Regions from separate parts of the Zea mays genome. Here region 1 is linked to region 2. The links are chromatin contacts, called in public Hi-C maps. All regions are on one chromosome and are shown on one strand. Each heading gives the region's core, a stretch centred on a gene start, on an enhancer-like site or on the middle of the called end of the contact. The rest is flanking DNA. Distances are from core to core; before and after follow the strand shown. Region 1 holds the start of LOC100274066. Region 2 holds the start of LOC542033 (MADS19).

The links. Hi-C and Micro-C count contacts between places; a contact is called where the count stands out from the background.
Region 1: a contact with region 2 is called in a Hi-C map of leaf, with 9 times the contacts expected there. The contact joins the promoter of LOC100274066 here to the promoter of LOC542033 in region 2. A contact is called at or near these places in 14 of 25 Hi-C or Micro-C datasets (bundle sheath, ear, endosperm and 5 more) and 1 of 3 datasets of contacts at active chromatin or transcription factors (leaf).

What each region holds. Positions count from the first base shown.
Region 1 is chr4:184,078,645-184,085,217 of Zm-B73-REFERENCE-NAM-5.0, forward strand. It overlaps LOC100274066, which reads right to left and starts at 4,303. Exons shown (of 1, transcript NM_001148445.1): 1 at 2,805-4,303. The coding sequence starts at 3,891. The coding sequence ends at 3,151.
Region 2 is chr4:183,880,081-183,886,641 of Zm-B73-REFERENCE-NAM-5.0, forward strand. LOC542033 (MADS19) reads right to left here and starts at 3,897. Exons shown (of 8, transcript NM_001111678.1): 1 at 3,498-3,897; 2 at 947-1,025; 3 at 223-284; 4 at 35-134. The coding sequence starts at 3,679.

The sequences.
Region 1 (6,573 bases), core at 3,053-5,552, 200 kb after region 2:
GTCGGGTGGATGAATCGCCAGACGCTAGGACAACAAGAGCGCCAATAACAACCGATCCCAGTTACCCCAGGCCCAGAGCGGTATCTCGCAGGCTAGCGCGGCCCACTCCTTCTGCACGGCTGCTCTCTGGCTATTGGGAACTGTCTGGCGACAAGTCGACAACGCAGACCCGGCCCCACAACATATACAACCCTCACCAACCGGTGAGCGCCTCACCCAACACTTTCGAGCGTCTGTAGGTAGGCTGAACATCTATCTGATCGGAGTTAACACGGGCATGGATTACAGCACTCCAGTTTCTGCTCGCCGACGTCATGCCTTCGTGCATTCATCCATGTATTCGTCATCATAGTTACGGTACAAATTTCTGCAACGGACAAGACGATGAAGTCGGTCTCCCAGCCCAATGCTGTTTCTCAAAAGCCTGAAGGCTTCTTTGCTCTGAACTCCCCATTACCAATGCTGTTTCTGAAGTACTCAACATTGAAAAAGAGCTACTATACTAGTAGTGGATAGATTGTGATCTACACCCAACATTGAAAAAGAGCTGGCTGCGCAACCTGCAAGGGAGATGTTTGTGGGCGCCGAAACAACATTTAAGGAAGGTGAACACTGAACAGAGCTAAATCCAAACTTAAATTCCAACTGCACGCGAAAATTACATTAGCTCTAGCTTCCACTCCGAGACATGTGCCTGGTAAGTTAGCAAAGTTTTACATATTATCACTTTGTTTTTCTATCAATCTAGCCGCGCATCATATTTTAGAGTTGTTGCTAATGGCAAACTCCTGCTTAAGCACACAACGTGAGCTGCAGGGAAGTTCTGGTTTAAAATCTTCTCCCATGTGTGGGTGACAGTTTGAAACTATTTTGACAGGTTGAGTTGCAGAAAAATTGTTGCTATGCTTTATCAATATCATCACTTGTTGACGTCGATACATAATACTTCATTTGTCCAATTACAAATCCCTTGATATGTTTGTCATGATAAAAAAGACGGAGTATTTTGGCTTAGCATTCTTCTGTGTATATCATGTACACGTAACATCATACTGCCCTGGTTGTGGGTTGTGCAGCGGCTCAGTTTTCTGCTAGGATGTCAGTCTGGATACCTATCAGTGATCACTCTTTTTTTCAGATGGAACTGTAGTCTTACGAAGATTGATAGCCAGTTGTCTGAGAACACTTTATGACGGTCACATACAAGTGCCTGACGACCATTGCCTATTTACATGTACTATTTGAGTGACTCTGCTTTTCTTCTGCTGTCCTTTTTCTGTATCAAATCGAAGCCGCAACCTGATGAATCGATTCCTTTGTGCAGGGTGTTCTTGGGCAGTGTGAGCAGCTACTGTATCAACCATGTGGGCTGTCCTGTTGTTGTGATCAGGCTGGCCGAACCGGTGACTGTAAACGGTGGACTGAAAATATTTATAGCGCGTGAGCAGCTGCAACGATGGACTGGACACACTACTGTAAACTTATGGTTGCATTGGAGAACCTCACATGTAGCGCGTCCTTTTCTTTAACTGTATAATCTCTCTCCTCTTTTGGTTGGCTGGTACGTGGGACGGCTGCAGGTGCGTATAAAAAAGAATTGAAAAAATAATATAATATATGATATTGGTATAGGGTTGGGATATAGAGTAAACATGAGTGCGGAGGATTGTGCTATAGAGTAAAGAATTTTGCTGACTAAGATAGAATATTCTTTTTAGTATAGAAATTTAGAGTAGTATGAGTGCGGATAGCCTCAAGGGCACTTGAGAGTTGAGAGTTGAGAGTCCCTCAGCCCAGAATTCTTTGGCGTACTTCCATTCAGGGGTTTTGTGGTTTCTATTGTGCCATTCGTGATCGTTTACGATATATTACTGCACATTGTGCATTTGTTGGTGCTGCTGAGGGATGTGGGTTGGTATGTGGTCTCTTTTCAATGTAAAGGAGGAAGTTTTGTTGATCGTGTAGTTATACGGTATCATACAGTACAGTTTCATGGCACGTTTTTCCTTAGAAGAGGAAGAATACTTTACAATCTCCTCAGCGGTAAGCACGAGGTTTACCAGTGAAGATCGTGAAACGCAAACAGACGGACAGAGCTATCACACACACACACACACACACACACACACACACACAAACTCATTTGCGACCTAAAGCCCGACACGAACGGCGCTAACTCATTGAGGAAACAGAAGCGATGTCACGTCAACTGCCCGAAACCCACTCGGACCCACGTATTATGCCTCATCCACAACCTGCCTGGACAGATTTCATGGCGATGCGTGAACGTCCTGGGGTGTTCCTTTCCTTCCAAAGCATCAAGACCGAGCCTACTCAGAAAAAAAAAACTGTCTGCTGAAGATATGCAACCCAAGTGATCCATTGTGGCATTGTTTAGCCCGTGGCGACGGGAAGGCGCAGAAATTTTCCACATTTCCTTGGGCTCTATGGCCTCTTCATTATACAAGACAAAGGTGTATCAGTTGTGTAACTGTAAAAAACAGATCGGCTCTTTTGCACAATACTGTACATCCCTCAGCAAACAGTTTCTTCATTATATGAGTTCTTGTGATTGTTGGAGACCTGGTGCATTGGTGCTATCTGCAAGTCTGAACATCACAAATTTGCTTGAAATGCCATTGTATTTGTCTGTTGTCTTGTGATTTTTAGGACGTCATATTTTCCATTTTTTTATTTATCCATCTATTTCATTTTAACCTGCCCATTTTCTTTCATTTTAATCTGTCCATTTCTTTCATATTTACCTGTCCATTTCCCGTAGTAAAATTTATGCCTGTTCCTCTAATGGATGGTGTCAAGAAGACAACTGTGAACGTCATAGATCAACACAGATGATACATCATATGAGAAACTTATCACCAAGCTACAAGTCACGCAAACAACAACAACTGAAAAGAGAAGAAAACCCAGCAAGAACAAACCAGATCAAGAGGTACAAATCACAGCCTACTAGACTGCAACTGATAAGAATATTCCCTGACTCCAGTCCATTACCATGTATTCATTGTGTATGCAGTCGGTTTATAACTGATGTGATGTTGCTGCTCTCCCGGGAAGCTAGAACAGCTTCACTCCATAAAAGCGCCGCTGCAGGCTGCAGCCTTTTCACATTCCATAAAAGAAGCAGAATCAACTCTCCTGATCCTTACGGAGCATCTGCACCAACAATTTGCGTTTGTAGGAGTATGCCGTTGGAGTCCCAGTGATGTCTGAAAGTAAGAGCTTCCTCGCCATGTTCTTGAATTCACAATTGGTAGTCTCATCTGGCCGACTGTAAAACACCCCTTCCTTAAGGTCAAAGGCAGGAGGTGATAGCAGCTCCGTTCTGGTGCTGGTGCCGGCATGGCTGTTGTCCTCGGCGGGGGCAACCTTCTTGACCCCAATAAAAGCTTCAGCGAAGCGGTGGATGTATATGGTGCGGTAGTTCTGCGGCAAGCTGAACGCGCTCAACGAGTCAATTGGGGCGGCAAGAATGCCTCCATGCTTGAGCACCCGATCGGCGAAGGCGAACCTGTCAGCGTCTTCGTTGAAGTACCCGAAATCCAGCAGAAAGTCCACTGACGACTCCCCTATCATCAGCATCCGCCGCAGGTCCTGCTTCGGTGCGGTCGAATCGCAGACGCCATTGGCGACGAGGACGACGGCGCGGGCTCCGTGGACGGGCAGGCCCTCCTGGTGAAGGTCGCGCAGCAGGAGCTCCGCCTGGGCCGCGGCTGCGCCGCACGTGTCGACGGCGCGGCCTCGGGCGGGCGCCTCGGCGGGGCGGAGCCATGGCAGGAAGAGCAGCGCGACGGCAAAGAGCACGGAGCGCGCGAGCACGCGGAGGGCGCGCGGGCCGGGGAGACGGATCACGACGATGTCAGCCGGCATCGCGGACGCCGGGCTGAGCTGAGCGAGAGCGCTGTCTTTTGCCGTTTGAGTCGGCGGTGAAGAGAAGGCCGGCGCGGAAGATGGTGAGGAGGCGAGCTTAGCGGGTGCAGAAGCGAGCGGCGGTGTGGTTGCCACCCACGAGGGCGAGGCGGGCGGGCGGCGCCCGGAGAGTGAGGAGGATGAGCTCCCGGATCCGCTCGGTCTCCATGGTGGTGGATCTGCGCAGTTGGGTTGAGATAGGAGTGGCTCTGCTGTTAGATCTCCATCGGCGGTGGCCGCCGGTGGGATGGTGGTGCGGAATTGGGAGGTTCCGCTTCCGTGTGGGAATTGGGATGGAGGACGGCGGCGAGCGGCTGTGCGCTGCGCCGGAAGTTTATGTTTGGTCTGGACCGCTGGACCGAACGGTTTCGGAACGATTTCGTGGGGTGGATGGTGGATTCTAGCAAAGGGGCCGGATTTCATGTTTGGTCGTTCGTCTCATTCAGTTTTGGGTTGGGTTTTTGGCCAAACTCCGTGTTGAGTATTTGGAAATGGTCCTAATCTCCAAATCATCAAATGGAAGTAGGGCCGTAAACCAGCCAAGCCGGCTCGGCTCGATGTGGTGATTGAGCTCAACTCACTCAACGAACTTCAAAACGAGCCTCACCTCGGCTCGATATCGTCTCCCGAGCCGACTAGGCTTGGCTCGTGAGCAGAGATGATAATGTGTACCCAAAATCTGATGAGTTTTTATCGTATTAGTGTATGAGGTTTGAGTCAATTTTCATACCCATGGATTTGTTAATGGGCATAAATCTAACCCGACGAGTTTATGTGTACGGGTTTGTTTCTACAGTACTCAAACTCGTGAACTCGTGAGTTTTTTAAATCCGACAAAACCTAGTACATGTTGCCATTTTATTTTATAAACGAACAACAAACTTGTTATCTCTCTATTTACTTCCTAATTTACAAATGGTGAATGTATAAATAGTTGGTGAGAGTGTTGCTTGCTTGCTATTTTAGTTTTTACTAGCATTATATATGTGATGGATGGATAACTTAGTGCAAGGTCACTTGATTATACAACTTATTATTTGTATTTCATTCTCTCTACTAATAATTTTTATACCAAATCATGAACTTGTTGTTCATCACATAAATTTTGGACCATGATCTCATTAATCATTACAATACTTATTGATTATGAGAAGAACAAGCATATTGGAGATAAAACCCGCGGGTAACCCATGGGTACCCGCTAACCCGATGGGTACGGGTTTAGACAAAATTTCAAACCGTCATGGGTACGTGTTTTTAATGGGTATAGATATTTTTCAGGGTACGAGTTTGGGATGGCAAAACCCAGCGGGTTTGTACCCGTTGCCATCTCTACTCGCGAGCTGTACCTTTAAAAATAATTTTGTATTGTATAGTGAATTAATAGTCTATAAATATGAAATAAATAATCATAATGTGTCATTATAAAAATCTAAATTATAAATGTCATGTATCCATTATTGACTATTAATAATCATAATGTGTCATTATAAGATTAAGAAACGAGTCAGGTATCTATAAAATTATCTAATATCTATCATTATTGTGTATGTTAATTAATTTTGTGCAGCCGGCTCGCGAGTCAGAGCGGCTCGGCTCGGCTCAGCTCATTGCCTAACAAGCTTGAAAACCTGGCTCGGCTCGTGAGCCGCTCTGAGCTCGAGCCGACTTGCGAGGTTCGAGCTTTTTTCGACACTAAATGAAAAAACAAGTGAGCATAATCTTGCATTACCAAAGAATTCAGTTTGTTATTTTTGTAACTCCTATATATTTTTTTACCTTAAAAATATATTCGGAACTAAGTGTGTCGGATCTTTGGACTATAGTTTAAATTTTGGATGATAATTAGAAAACTGAATATGAGTTATCTATGAAACTAATTGCATGAGCGATGGCTAATTCATGAGATAAATCTATCAAACCCAATTAATTAGAGTTATCATATGTTACTGTACAAGACTAAAGCTAACCATATATTAATTAGAGATAATAGTTTGCATTAAGAATTAGCCACAAATTATGCAATTTATTTTATAATTAGCTCATGTATAGTCCTTCTAATTGGTATCCAAAATCTTAACTAAACTTTACCTTGTAAATAACAAAATCACGTATTTGGGTGGCATAATATTGAATTTATAATGTTTGCTGATTTAAGCTAAAAGGAAAAAAATTCCAAAAGTTTAATAAAATGGTAATGACAAAAAATCCTTCCAAATGCCATTTGACAAAAATAATTATTTGTGCTATAAATATAGTTCTTAAAGGAGATAACAAATGCTACTAGGACAGAAATACTTTATTTAAAGATCCATTAATCTTTTGTTTTTCACTCTTAGGTCTTTTATTGAGCTAGAGCCTCTCTTTCCTTTTGACATAAACATAGACCTAATAACGAGTCATCCAACCCAAAAAAAATGCTAGAGTGTCATTGGGTTTAGGTCATGATTCTTTACTCGGGACAAGAAACATCTCAACTCGATCCATTAGTTCTTGGAGACAGATGAAAACCCTATGTTTGTGTTTTGGTAATTGAGCGGTAATTAATAGACTAACCTTTATCATTAGTGTTGCGATTGAGCTAGGTTATGTCAACACCAAGGGTTGAGCAAAGGTGGCACTCATAGAGGAAATAAGAGGTTG
Region 2 (6,561 bases), core at 2,647-5,146:
GGAAACTGACATAGCATCATGTTTAACGACATACCTTTGTTTGAAGGACCCTATGCAGACCAGATTCCAGATTCTTCTCCAATTGCTGGAGTTCTTCAACACTCAATCCCTCAAGTTCTTCACCTCTCATCTGCCTATAAAGAAGACATGAAGCATCATAATATATGTATTAAAGACAATACTTTTTCCATGGAGCATCTATAAACAAGAAACCAGATATACCTGAGTCGAAGGCTTGCTTCCACAAGTTGCTCATTCAAATTTGCATATTTGCTATGTTCTAACTGAAAAGATATGTCACAACTATCAATATCAGCAACAAAGTTAACATGATAGTATGCCACACAACAAGAGGTTTATGCCGTTTTTTAAAGATATAAGTCTCATTTATTGCAAGTTCTCAACTACATGCTTTATGTTCGAAGGTTTTATCTCCAAAACCAATATAGAGTTCAAGAATGTCTTAAAAATCATGTTGGATTAAAAAATTATATAAAAATATAGTTTATAAATAACGATCCATCAACATAATATTGTAGATTAACATGATGTCCACTTCATAGTATGGGGATAACGTTATTTACATGAAGCGATTAAAGAAAATAAAGGAGTTATACAAAGGATAATTGCATAGTGTTTCATAGATGATTCAAGGCAAGGCCAAAAAAAAAATATAATTTGACCATTCTGCAGGTCATGGAGCAACTATTGCACAGCTGAAACAAATCGAGTTATTTTAAAATGTATTTCAGTGAAACAAAATTTCAATGTTAATAACCCAGATAAAGACAGCACATATTATATGATAATTTAACAGACAGACCTTTGACATAAAATGACCCAATTTGCAACATATCCCCCACGTTGTGTAGGTCGTTTTCATGGGTTTCCAGGTACTACGTAGTACAAACTACCTAGCATTACATTAGAGAAGATCTCTACATACGTTCAAGTCAAGTGAAGGCTGTTCTGCTTTCCCCAGGTTTTTAGAATGTGTGCTGTACTTGTCAATGATCTCATTCATACTGTCAAAGGGAAGGAAATGTCAGTACCATGACATGCTATAACCAATCAATAAAGCGAAAATGGAATTAGATGCTAAAATGAAACCATGTTTGTAATTCGAGGCTGATAGTATAATCCCCCAAAGGCACAACTTAAAGTAGGTAAATCTTCCTAGCTATATACACAATAAAGATCTCCAAAGGCACAACTTAAAGTAGGTAAATCTTCCTAGCTATATACACAATAAAGATCTCTCCTTTCATTGTTGGCGATATTCACTCGTCAGAAGTAAACAGCAGTATGACACAGTAGTTGAGATATTCAGAAAGCGTCAATGGGAAGAGATTATCTAAAACAAGAGTCAGTAATAGGTTCAGACTAAAGGGTCAATGAAACCCTATGTTAACTAAGAAGAAAAAAAAGTCAATTTGATCACACCCTTCAATAGTGACAAACCAGGCAAACGAAAGATAAAGAAGGCACTATTCAGTGGGGTGGGTAAATAGCTAGTTAGCATATTATCATGGGTTAGCGGGGCAACAAGCAAAACAGGCGACAACACAATAAACAACTTCTATTTGCATATTATTTTCAAGTTAAACTCCTATAGTTTTGCACCTCAAGAACATCAATCGGCACATCCCTTCTCTCTTTTAAATATAGGTATAGAGAGAGGACTCAAATTCAGCAATAGGACCTGCTTCCATAAGGTGAACCCAAAATAATACATTTTATATGAATGATATAAAGCAACCTGCTTCAATATTCACATATGCTGGGAAGTTTTCTCGTGAGAAGTTGTCCTTAATACAATACCCTAGGTTATATATCCCCGCAGGTCAAGTTATTTTAAGTTAAAATTTGTTGTTTAACAAACGTATCTCAATTTAGCATGTTGCAGCATTAACTAAACATCACTATGCAAATGCTAATCTATTGATTCTTGTCTAAAATCTTGAAGGCTCCGAATTCAGCTAGCAAAGCAAAGTATCATATCCACACTCATACCTGAACAATGGGACGGTCATAGCATGCAGGCTAATCAATTGATGCAAACTTAAAAACTTAAGACAAAAGCATCGGTAGCAAAGGAAAGTGATTCTAAGTATTAACAAAACATGACGCTGCAATTGTGCAAAAAAAGACTAGCTAGGAATGCCATTTATCTAGTAGATCAGACAAAATGACACTGCAATGTGTGTAAAAATATCAGTCTCTCGTTTGAAAAAGAGGTTAACCGCATCACCGATCAATGCATCTACAGGAACAAGCTTGCATCTACAGGAACAATCCCGCTACCATTCCTGTACATACAAATTAAAAGAAAATGGTAGCTTACTGTCATTCCTGTACATATAAATTAAAATAAAATGATAGACATCACTTGTAGTTAGTAGATATGTTTACTGGGAAGAGGACCACAAACAAATATGATGCTGGAAGATGCTGAAACATATACAGTGTTAGAATCCTACACTTAACTCTAAAGTCCAAAAGTTATTCCCAACAATAATCACATTCTACCTTAGGCGACAGAAGCTGGATAAAGTGGGGTATATATCATATAACAAGCATTCGAGCATAACATTAGGCACTGCAAAAGTGATTAGTCTTGGCCTCTTGGGAAGGCTCCCTTCCAGCAGAGGGAGCCAAAAGACTCGATGAGAAACTGACATGTAAAGAGTGGCACATGATTTAACGACACAAAAAAATCATATTATACAACAGTGATGGCACATGATTTAGCCAATACAGACTTTAAATCAACCAACAGTAAAGTAGGTAGCACATGATTGAGCAAGAAATACGAAGTTCTATAATAAGTCCAACCAACAGGCCTTAGTTGCAGCAATACAGAATCGCACAAAGCACGAGAACCCTCTTTTGATCGCTAGGTAATGCAACGGCACCCAGCACCACATAAAATCACAAGGACAATCGTACGCAATTGGCAGAGGAGACCTTTACCCCCACCCCCACACCGCAGAACTGGCAAGATGCACACCTCCAAACGCAATTAACTCTATACACACTGATACGCACAGCAAATAACAGATGCCACAGTGCTGGCAGGAGACAATGGAAATGCCCAATCGGAAAAAAGGAATCAAAAAAATAATATGCAAGCACATGTAGAAACTACAGTTAAAATATATATAGATTAAAAAATCCCCAGTGCTCCCATTTCGATATGGACACTCAGACGCAGCGAAGTGCGCGCCCTCATCAGACCTAACCCAAAACATCATACTCACGTGTAAAAAGTTGGATCCGAAACGATGGACATCATCGCGTGAACTCTAGGTAGAGTAGAGAACAGCGGGAACCCTAAAAAGGCCCGGGATCTTACGAGTTACAAGTCGGAAGGCGTGGAGGGAGGACAGCTGCTAGATCTAACGAAACATGGCGCCGTGGGGGTGGAAGTGAGGAAGGGGTAGACGGACGCTGGGCAGGGAAGGGAACTGCATACTGTGTTACTGTATACTACGCACCTGGAGCTGGCGAACTGGGAGAGCTTTCCCGTGGAGGAGAAGACGATGAGCGCGACGTCGGCATCGCACAGCACGGAGAGCTCCTCAGCCTTCTTGAAGAGGCCGCGGCGGCGCTTGGAGAACGTGACCTGCCGCGCCGCCGCGCTCTCTATCCTCTTTATCTCCCGACGCTCCCTCGCCATACCCCGCCGCCGATCCCTGATCTCCGTGGACGACGCAGACACTCGGCCGCCGACCCACAAGAGAGAGGGCGGGTGTGGAAGAGCTCGGAGCAGCAAAGCCAACCGGCGGTTGGGAGTCGTGGTGTGTGATGCGGAAGGAGAGGAGAGGAGAGGAGGAGAGCGAGAGAGAGGAAAGGCGGAGGGGGAGGGGCAGGAAAGGGGATTTGCTCCAATTGGCAGGTCGGCATAAATAAACCCAGCCAGGCACGGCCCACGCGATTACCCCATGATCCCCGCGAGTAAACAAAGCATTAAAAAAACGGAAACTGGGAGAGGGAAAGGCAGACGAATGGCTACGGGGCCGGCCGGCCCAGTCAGTCATTGTTTATGCTCCCCTCGCCACACGGAACGGCGCGGCGGGGCCCGCCCACCCACGCACAGCATGACAGCAGGCAGTAGACGAGGCGTAGCGTAGGGATGGTGCCAAGCGGGCGAGGTAGATGATTCCTGAAAAGGAAAGGGAGAGTGCGGACTGCGGAGTGACCGAGTGAGGGGTGGCCGGGTGGGTGCTGCCGGACCAGAACAGTACAGCCTGTAGCAGGCGGCCGCGTGGTGCGCGGTGACGGTGCGCTCTCTGCTGGCTGGCTGCCCTGCCGTAGCCTCAGCCTCACTCTGCGGCGTTGTGGGAAAATCACAAATCAGGGAGAAAGCCGGCGGGGGTGGGAGCTGGGAAGGAAGGAAGAGAAGATGCCGTGTGCTGCGCCTTCGCTTCGATTGGATTGGGTTGGCCGCGTAGCGCGTACTGCTGCTGTGCTGCATCCGCCCGGATTCGCTGTTCCGGCCCCGATTCTGTGGTGCACCGCTGTGCCGCGCGCCGCCCCGGCCCCCGGGGATTTGGCGGGCCGCCCGGATCTCGCGCAGATCTGCCCTCGCTTCGCTTCATCAGTGAACACGGTGCGTGCTGCTTCGCGCCAGGTTGTTGTATTCATTACTCCCGCCGGTTCCATCAGCTTGGTCAGGGTAATTATGGACACAGTCTGCTTTTGCTCCGTTTGCGTATCAGTCAGTCCTGGGCAATCTTATCTCGATTCTGGTTCCACGTAGTGTCAGTACCAAACAACCACCAACCGTGCTAGAGAAAGAGAAGTCATATCAATACGAGAGATTACGGGCATATTTGATTCGTTACCTCAATTGTCACACTTTGCCTAACTTTTCTGCCTAAAGTTAGTTATTCAATTCGAATGACTAACATTAGACAAAGTGTGGCACATTTAGCCACAAACCAAACATGCCCTACATGATGAGGCATTGCATATTTGGTTCGGCCCTCATCGGATCTGCTTAGCGTCCCAGGCCACCGATTTCGGACGCGCGAGAGCTAGAAATGAATGTCTCGCAGGCAGCTGATTGGGAGTCCACGATCTAAACACACCCATGGTTATTGGTGGTGTGTGCTGTGGATTGAGAAATAGAAGAGGTGAAAGACCTGATTGATTGTCTGTATGTTTGAGTCTGAGTCTGACTCACATCTATTGAGATTGGCTCTAGCCGGTCTAGTTAATAACATACACTATCTTATGTTTGGTTGTATGTTTGTATAACATGATCCGTTAGATATGTCAGAGCATGTACAACCCATATAAATGTCATGTATCTTAAGGAATATTACTGTCGGAGACCATAATTAGGGGTACCTCCAAGACTCCTAATCTCAGCTGGTAACCCCCATCAGCACAAAGCTGCAAAGGCCTGATGGGCGCGATTAATGTCAAGACTCAGTCCACTCAAGGGACACGTTCTCGCCTCGCCCGAGCCCAGCCTCGGGCAAAGGCAGCCGACCCCGGAGGATTCACGTCTCGCCCGAGGGCCCCCCTCAAGTGACGGACACACCTTCGGCTCGCCCGAGGTCCAGTCTTCGCGGAGAAGCAACCTTGGCCAGATCGCCACGCCAACCGACCGTATCGCAGGAGCATTTAATGCAAGGATCGACTGACACCTTATCCTGACGCGCGCTCCTCAGTCGACAGAGCCGAAGTGAACGCAGTCACTTCGCCGCCCCACTGACCGACCTGACAGGAAAACAGCGCCGCCTGCTCCGCTCCGATTGCTGTGCCACTCGACAGAGTGAGGCTGACAGCAGCTAAGTCCAGCCTCGGGAGCCATGGGAAGCTCCGCCTCGCTCGACCCAGGGCTCGGACTCAGCCTCGACCCCAGAAGACGGACTCCGCCTCGCCCGACCCCAGGGCTCGGACTCAGCCTCGGCCTTGGAAGACGGTCTCCGCCTCGCCCGACCCAGGGCTCGGACTCAGCCTCGGCCTCGGAAGACGGTCTCCACCTCGCCCGACCCAGGGCTCGGACTCAGCCTCGACCCCTGAAGACGGACTCCGCCTCGCCCGCCCTAGGGCTCAGACTCAGCCTCGACATCGGAAGACGGACTCCGCCTCGCCCGACCCTAGGGCTCGGACTCAGCCTCGACCTCGGAGGAGCCTCCGCCTCGCCCGACCTCGGGCTCGGACCCGCCACGTCACAGGGAAGGCCATCATTACCCTACCCCCAGCTAGCTTAGGCTACGGGGGACAAGACCGGCGTCCCATCTAGCTCGCCCCGGTAAACAAGTAATGATGGCACCCCGCGTGCTCCATGACGACGGCGGCTCTCAGCCCCTTACAGAAGCAAGGAGACGTCAGCAAGGATCCGACAGCCCCGACAGCTGTACTTCCACAAGGCTCAAGCACTCCTCCGACGGCCACGACATCACATGAACAGGGCGCCAAAACCTCTCCGGCTGCCACGACGGCATGTACTTAGGGCTCTAGCTCCTCTCTGCTAGACACGTTAGCACACTGCTACAGCCCCCATTGTACACCTGGGCCCTCTCCTTACAGAAAGGAAGGTCCAGG